Regions from separate parts of the Mus musculus genome. Here region 1 is linked to region 2. A link is a contact called in public Hi-C data. All regions are on one chromosome and are shown on one strand. Each heading gives the region's core, a stretch centred on a gene start, on an enhancer-like site or on the middle of the called end of the contact. The rest is flanking DNA. Distances are from core to core; before and after follow the strand shown. Region 1 overlaps Snx7 (sorting nexin 7). Region 2 overlaps Plppr4 (phospholipid phosphatase related 4).

Region 1 (3,070 bases), core at 47-2,546, 480 kb before region 2:
GATAGCCAGGGATATACAGAGAAACCCTGTCTTGAAAAAAACCAAAAAAGAAAAAAAAAAAACTTGGAAGTGACTGAGAACGTACACAGCTGAATCACATTCTCGCTGACCATTGCTCGAAAGCTTCATTGGTGTTCATGGTCATACCAGTTTATTGCTGTGGAAGTGGTTCATGAACCTGTTTGTAGTGCCTGGTGCTCCGTCCGATAGAGAGTGACTAACTGATGATTTGTGTGTGTATATGCAAGAGTGATGCATATGCATACGTACATCCACATATCAGTCAGTGTGTATATATATTGTTCAACATGTTTTTACTGGATGTAGATCTTCTGTTCTTACTGTTTCCATATCATGTGTCATTTTGCAAAATGACTACATTTTTGAAGTGTTTTGTGAACATTTAGATCCCTAGGCTGCTGCAGCTGATGAACCCCCACCTTTTCCAACTGCAAAGAGAACGTTTACTAAGATAAACTGTATGATATTGTAAATATCAACTCTGTAGGGTGGTGTAATTCCACAAGCTTCTTAGCAATTTCTAAGCCATTAAAACTGTACCCTGTGACAGCTTAATTTTCAAGTGGTTCGCCCATGTCGGTAGTTGTTATTTTCTGGGATGGGAGCTATGTTTGCAATATTTTTTATTTTATTCCATCTTCACTCCTGCAGGAAAATCTCAACCTAAATATTACAGTATATAATTTTTAGCATGCAAAAAATCCAGTTAAGTGGTTATTTTCTCAGGAGATGTCATAGATGAATTCGAGGAGTGCTACTTTTCTTTTGGCCTGTGGTTTAAGCAGTAACTGTGAGGTCGATATGGAACCCATGGCCTTGCCACATGAGTTGGCACAGATTTTTGGTTCGCCAGGAAGAGCGGACCTAATATATTTGCTAAAATTTTAAGACTTTAAGCATAGAGCTCAAAATAAAATAAAATAAAATAAAACCCTCCCCCTGAGAAATAACAGGAATAAAAGATTTTTACATTAAATATCCATTAATTATATTCTTTTGGAAAAAGTGGCAAAATCACTCCAAAAAAAAATGTTGGAATTTTTACATACCAACAGCAGATTTTAGTGAAAGCAGCTCACTTGAACACGTTCCAAGAAAACAGTCTTCTCAGTTATATTCAGGTTATTTTCCAGATTTTTAAAAATAGAACTTTCCTCAAATTCTGAATTCTAATCATGTCAAGAAAAGAATAATGTTTGAAACCTACATTCAGAGCACACTTTCTAAGCGAGAAAAGCCACGCCAGAGCAATAGTACTCAAAAGCCTGCGGGAGCCAGATGGCTGTTGGAAGACAGATTTTTCAGTTTCGACTTTAGATTTAAGCATGGTGTTTGCTTTCTTTGTGGGAAAAAAAAAAAAAAAAAAAAAAAAAAAACCGGAAAGTTCGCTTAATTTCATCTGCTGCATGAATAGATGACTGGAAAAAGAAAATACAGGCTGACAAACACTGAATAATTAAGATTCAAGTTTTCTTAGAGACCTATTTTTTTTTCATAATATCTAAAATAGAATTAGGCAAATGTCTTCTGTCTTCCACTGCACGGGCTGCTATGTTTTCCTTCTTCTCTCAGACATCTCGTGGGGAGTTTGATTCCAGTGAATTTGAAGTCAGGCGACGTTATCAAGATTTCCTGTGGTTGAAGGGCAAACTTGAAGAAGCACACCCCACTCTCATTATTCCCGTGAGTTTATAAGGGTTTGTGGAGCTTGTTGTTTGTAATATAGCCATTGTGTTTTCTTGAGTATTTTAGAGTGTCTAAAACATAGTACCAAACATAATACTTTTAAATCCAATGATTTTTACTTAGGAACATTTATTTCTAAACTCTTTGATTTAACTGTAGCTTTTTAAATTATTATAACACGGAATGATATTTTATTTTTCCTGACTAGTTTTATGTTTTTAAATATATTGTACTTACTCGTTTGTTTATTGTGGAGGTAGCCTAAGGATGCTGTCATATATAAGAAAGGTCCCAAACTACTGGAGGGAGGGGGAATTCTCCTTCCACCAAGTGTATCCCCAAAGTTTGAGCTCTGGTCATCACCCTGATCAACAGGAATATTATTTTCTTGGGAAGTCATATTCCCAGCCTGGATTTCTTTTAAACTTATTTTTATAATAAATGATGAGGTGGTGTTCAACTGGTCTTCAGAATTTTTTGCAACCTGGTGTGCCATGTTATAGGCAAGATTCTGGGTTTTTTGGTTGTTTTTGTTTTGTTTTAATATAATTGCTATTTGTGTGTAAGCAAGCTCGTGTACGCAGGTCAGAGTACCACTTGTCGGATTCGTTTCTCTCCTTCCACCTTGTGGATTCTTGAGATCAACCTCAGGCTGTCAGAATTGATAGCATGTGCCTTTAGGTGCTGGGCCATCTCAAAGCTTTCTGATAGATGCTTTAAATAAATTTTATTTTATTTTTAAGTTGGTACAGAGAGCAGCAGGGTTCCTAGGAGCATTTGTATACATACATGGTGGTTCCCCACCACTCCTCTGTGACCTCTGTCCCCATACACCTTGTATCTGTCTCTGTCTCTCCTCTCCATCTTCCATCCTCCATTCTGAATCTGCTGCCATGGGCATGTGTTCTCACATAGTTGTTGCTTTTGTTTTTGGTCTCAGCCATTGCCAGAAAAGTTTATCGTCAAAGGCATGGTGGAACGTTTCAATGATGACTTCATTGAGACCCGCAGGAAGGCGCTGCACAAGTTTCTGAACAGGATCGCTGACCATCCCACTTTAACATTTAATGAGGATTTCAAGGTTTTCCTCACTGCACAGGCCGAGGTAAATGGTTCTGTTTTAAATTCAGCAGGCCCTTTAGTATCCATGTGTACCGCAGACTGCAGGCTCCCTCTTTCTCACCTTCACAAAGCAGGCAATGGTGTCCTGCCAGTGTTCTAGTGAAATGTTTTAGAAAATATTTGAGAATATTAGAAAATATTTTAGGTATAACCCTGATGGGTGGGTTGTCTGGTCAGTGAGGGTTACTCTTTGGTCACAAATGTGTTTTCATAAGACTTTTTGGAAAGAAAACCTGTGGGA
Region 2 (3,176 bases), core at 3-2,502:
AGAGCTACTATGTTGAAACTTGGAGAAGACATCTTCTGTCAAGGCTCTCCTTTGATATTGCTGTATATCTCAGAGTTTCTTTTATGTGCCATATATTTTTTGAAAGATTTAAGTTTTAAGAGAGGTGTATATGACCTGCATAAGTTTCAGAGAAATGACCTGTCAACCTTTCCCTTCATCTCAGACCTATAGAAAAGAAGCAGATGTGGGGGGGAGGGGAAGAGAGAGAGAGACCCTGTTTGCTTAAAATCATTGTTTCATCTATTATCCTTTTTTACAAGGAATCTTGAGGCTATGGCTATGTGTGCCCAGAAGGCTCAGTGAACAGAATCAAGGAATGGGACTCTGAGCTGCCTGCTTCTACATCAGTGGCTAAACCACTTGTAGCACTGCTGATCCATTTAGTAGTGTTTTTTTTTTTTCTTTTTTTTCTTTTTTTTTTTTTTTTTTTTTTTTGCTAAAGCACTTTTAATCATATCTAAATCTTTTATGTTTATTGGAGAGAAATTAATGATTTTGGGGGTCTGTCCCTAAGAGATACTCATCCGAGGTCAGCTGGAAGCTGACTACACCAGAACACAGCTGTATATGTTTGTAATCTCAATGAATGAGGCTACAAACCAAAAAATTCAATCATTCTCTTAAAGAATGCTACTGACTCTTGAGAAACTTTTCATGGACTACATACCCTTTAACTTAGGATCTTAAAAGTAAAGATGTTTTATAATTCATTGGAATTGTGTCTCTAGGAGAAAAAAAATCTTACAAATGTTATACATTTTCCAGGAATGGAAATCATTATTTTCACATTGACCCACTCTGACACCTTCTATGAATTCATTAAGCCAGAGAAGTTACAGAAAGATGACTTGAAATAAATCATTGAGTTTATTATAAGATTTTGTTTGCATTTTCTTATTTTGATTTTTGGTTGTGTTTTGAAATAGGATGCCAAGGGAGCCCAAGCTGGCTTCAACTTAACTAGTAGCAAGACTGGCCTTAAATCCCTGACCCTCCTGACTGTACTTTGCACATGCTGGGATGAGAGGCATGGGCCACTGTGCCTGCCTCGTGAGATTAAAATGAGTATCTATAACACTGTATTTGGGGGTGGTAATAGACTTCTAATAGAGACCTCCAAAATTGGATGGCAAATTGTCTCCCTGAAACTTGAATGCACGATGAACCTCTAAAGAGATTGTAGAAGAGGGAAGAAGGCATCATTCTTCCAGCTATTTAGGAGTTGGCAGCAAGCACTACCCAGCTCCTTAGAAATGACTCATTTTGAAGCTAGTGGGAGGAATCTGCAGGATGAGTCTCTTTTGCAAGATGAATAAACAGAACTTGAATTAACATGTCAATTTAAAAGCACTAGAGGAATGTCCCTTGACTTTGGGACATAGTTCCCCATGACTCGGGGATTAAGATAGATTGACAAAATTCAAGTAAATCTCCTTCCATCACATATCAGCATAGAGAGTATAACTGAAGTAACATAAAGACAGTGAGACGGCCAGTATTCAGGGGAGAAAAGTCTTCAGGTCTTGTCTTTCTTTAAGGTGTGGGCCATTTTAGATTGTTCTTTGCTTCTTGAGTTCTTTATATATTTTGGATATTAGCCCTCTATCAGAATATGGTTTCCCAATCTGTAGGTTGACGATTTGTCCTATTGACTATGTCCTTTGCCTTACAGAAGCTTTTCAGTTTCATTCAGTACCATTTATAAATTCTTGATCTTAGAGCCTGAGCCATTGAAGTTCTGTTTAGGAAATCCCCACCCCACCCCCATGCCCATGAGTTTGAGGTTCTTTCCCACTTTCTTTTCTATTAGATTCAGTGTACCTGGTTTTATGTTGAGGTCTTTGATCCATATGGACTTGAACTTTGTGCAAGATGACAAATATGAGTCATTTTTCATTTTTCTACATACTGACTGCCAGTTAGACCGGCATCATTTATTGAAGATGCTTTCTTTTTTCCATTACACAAAGGAACTTAACTGGTAAAATTTCACATGGACCAGAGAGGGATAAAATAAACCTAGATACAGTTCTGTCAACTGCAATGTCTAGCAACATTTGATTGATTGGGAACACAATGAACCTTAAAGATAGATTGACCTGGTTCAAACATCACCTGTGCCGTGTTGTGCATAATTTTGACCACATTAGCTCTCTAGCTGTCTATTTCCTTTTATGTGATAAAAATCATGTAGCCTCAATATGAATATACATATATTCATCTATGATAGAAAATAAGATGCCTATTGCTTAGCTACAGAGTACATTCAGTGGTTCAGGCATCATGTCTGTAAGATGACTACATTGTGTTCTTTCATTTCCTCTTGTACAATTGCCCTTGACCTGAGGTGGACTCTTTCCCCTTCCAGGTTGAACAAATTCTACTTCTTCACTCACACTGTTCCCCAGAAGCGGTCACCTCCCAAGTTTCTAGAAGATGCTTGAGTTTCACAGGGTCCCTGGATACAGTCTGTAATATTGGTCATGGTTAAAGACAGTGGAGTGCTCTTGGCTTTGTATAGGGAATATGAGTTTTCTTTGTAAAGCCGTTAGAAGAGCATGCACCTTTTAGCTCAGTCTTCAGTTAAAAAAAAAAAAAGCCATTGAGTCGGTGGGGTGGCTCAAGCCCAGTGACCTAACTTCAGTACCTGCCACCAACATGGTAGGAGGGTTAGAAGGAGAGGATAGACTCACTCCCACATGTTGCCCTTTTACCTCTGTATCAAAATGTACAACATACATACATGCATATATACATAAATGCATACATTCATACATATGCACACACATATATACATACATGCATGCATGCATGCATACATACAAACACAATGAATAAATAAATAAATGTCATTTTCAATAAAAGAGGACATTGTTGTCTAGATTTTTAAAAAGAAATAGATAGAAATTAAATAACATAGCCAAGCTTATAAAGCAAAATTTGAGACAGAGTGGGTACCAAATCAAACTTCATGTTCAGCATCACAGACTGGTACATGCCACTTACAGAGAGAATACACACACAGGCAGTTACTCCTTCTGCTTCTTCTCTGTTAAGAGCAAGAAGATGGCACCTCGGAGGATGGGCTGAGGTGATCCCTTGGGCCAAGGAGTTTGAAGCCAGCCTTAGCAACATATCTTAGACCCCGACTCATA

Evidence for each region. Hi-C and Micro-C count contacts between places; a contact is called where the count stands out from the background.
Region 1: a Hi-C map of cortical neurons shows a contact between it and region 2, with 2.2 times the contacts expected there. The contact joins two enhancer-like sites. A contact is called at or near these places in 1 of 39 promoter capture datasets (hippocampal neurons), 2 of 484 Hi-C or Micro-C datasets (cerebral cortex and cortical neurons) and 1 of 9 other capture datasets (liver).

Annotation. Positions count from the first base shown.
Region 1 is chr3:117,838,562-117,841,631 of GRCm38.p6, reverse strand. Snx7 (sorting nexin 7) reads left to right here. Exons shown (of 9, transcript NM_029655.3): 3 at 1,594-1,704; 4 at 2,648-2,812. Among named protein-coding and RNA genes, the nearest start is that of Gm52614, 16 kb to the left of the region's middle. Within about 2 kb of position 1,296, at least 12 of the 459 cell types and tissues checked have an H3K27ac peak or open chromatin away from gene starts, as enhancers often do. A contact at or near this core is called in cortical neurons, where this site is marked.
Region 2 is chr3:117,355,652-117,358,827 of GRCm38.p6, reverse strand. All of the region lies in intron 1 of Plppr4 (phospholipid phosphatase related 4), which reads left to right. Among named protein-coding and RNA genes, the nearest start is that of Plppr4, 3.6 kb to the left of the region's middle. Within about 2 kb of position 1,252, at least 9 of the 459 cell types and tissues checked have an H3K27ac peak or open chromatin away from gene starts, as enhancers often do. A contact at or near this core is called in cortical neurons, where this site is marked.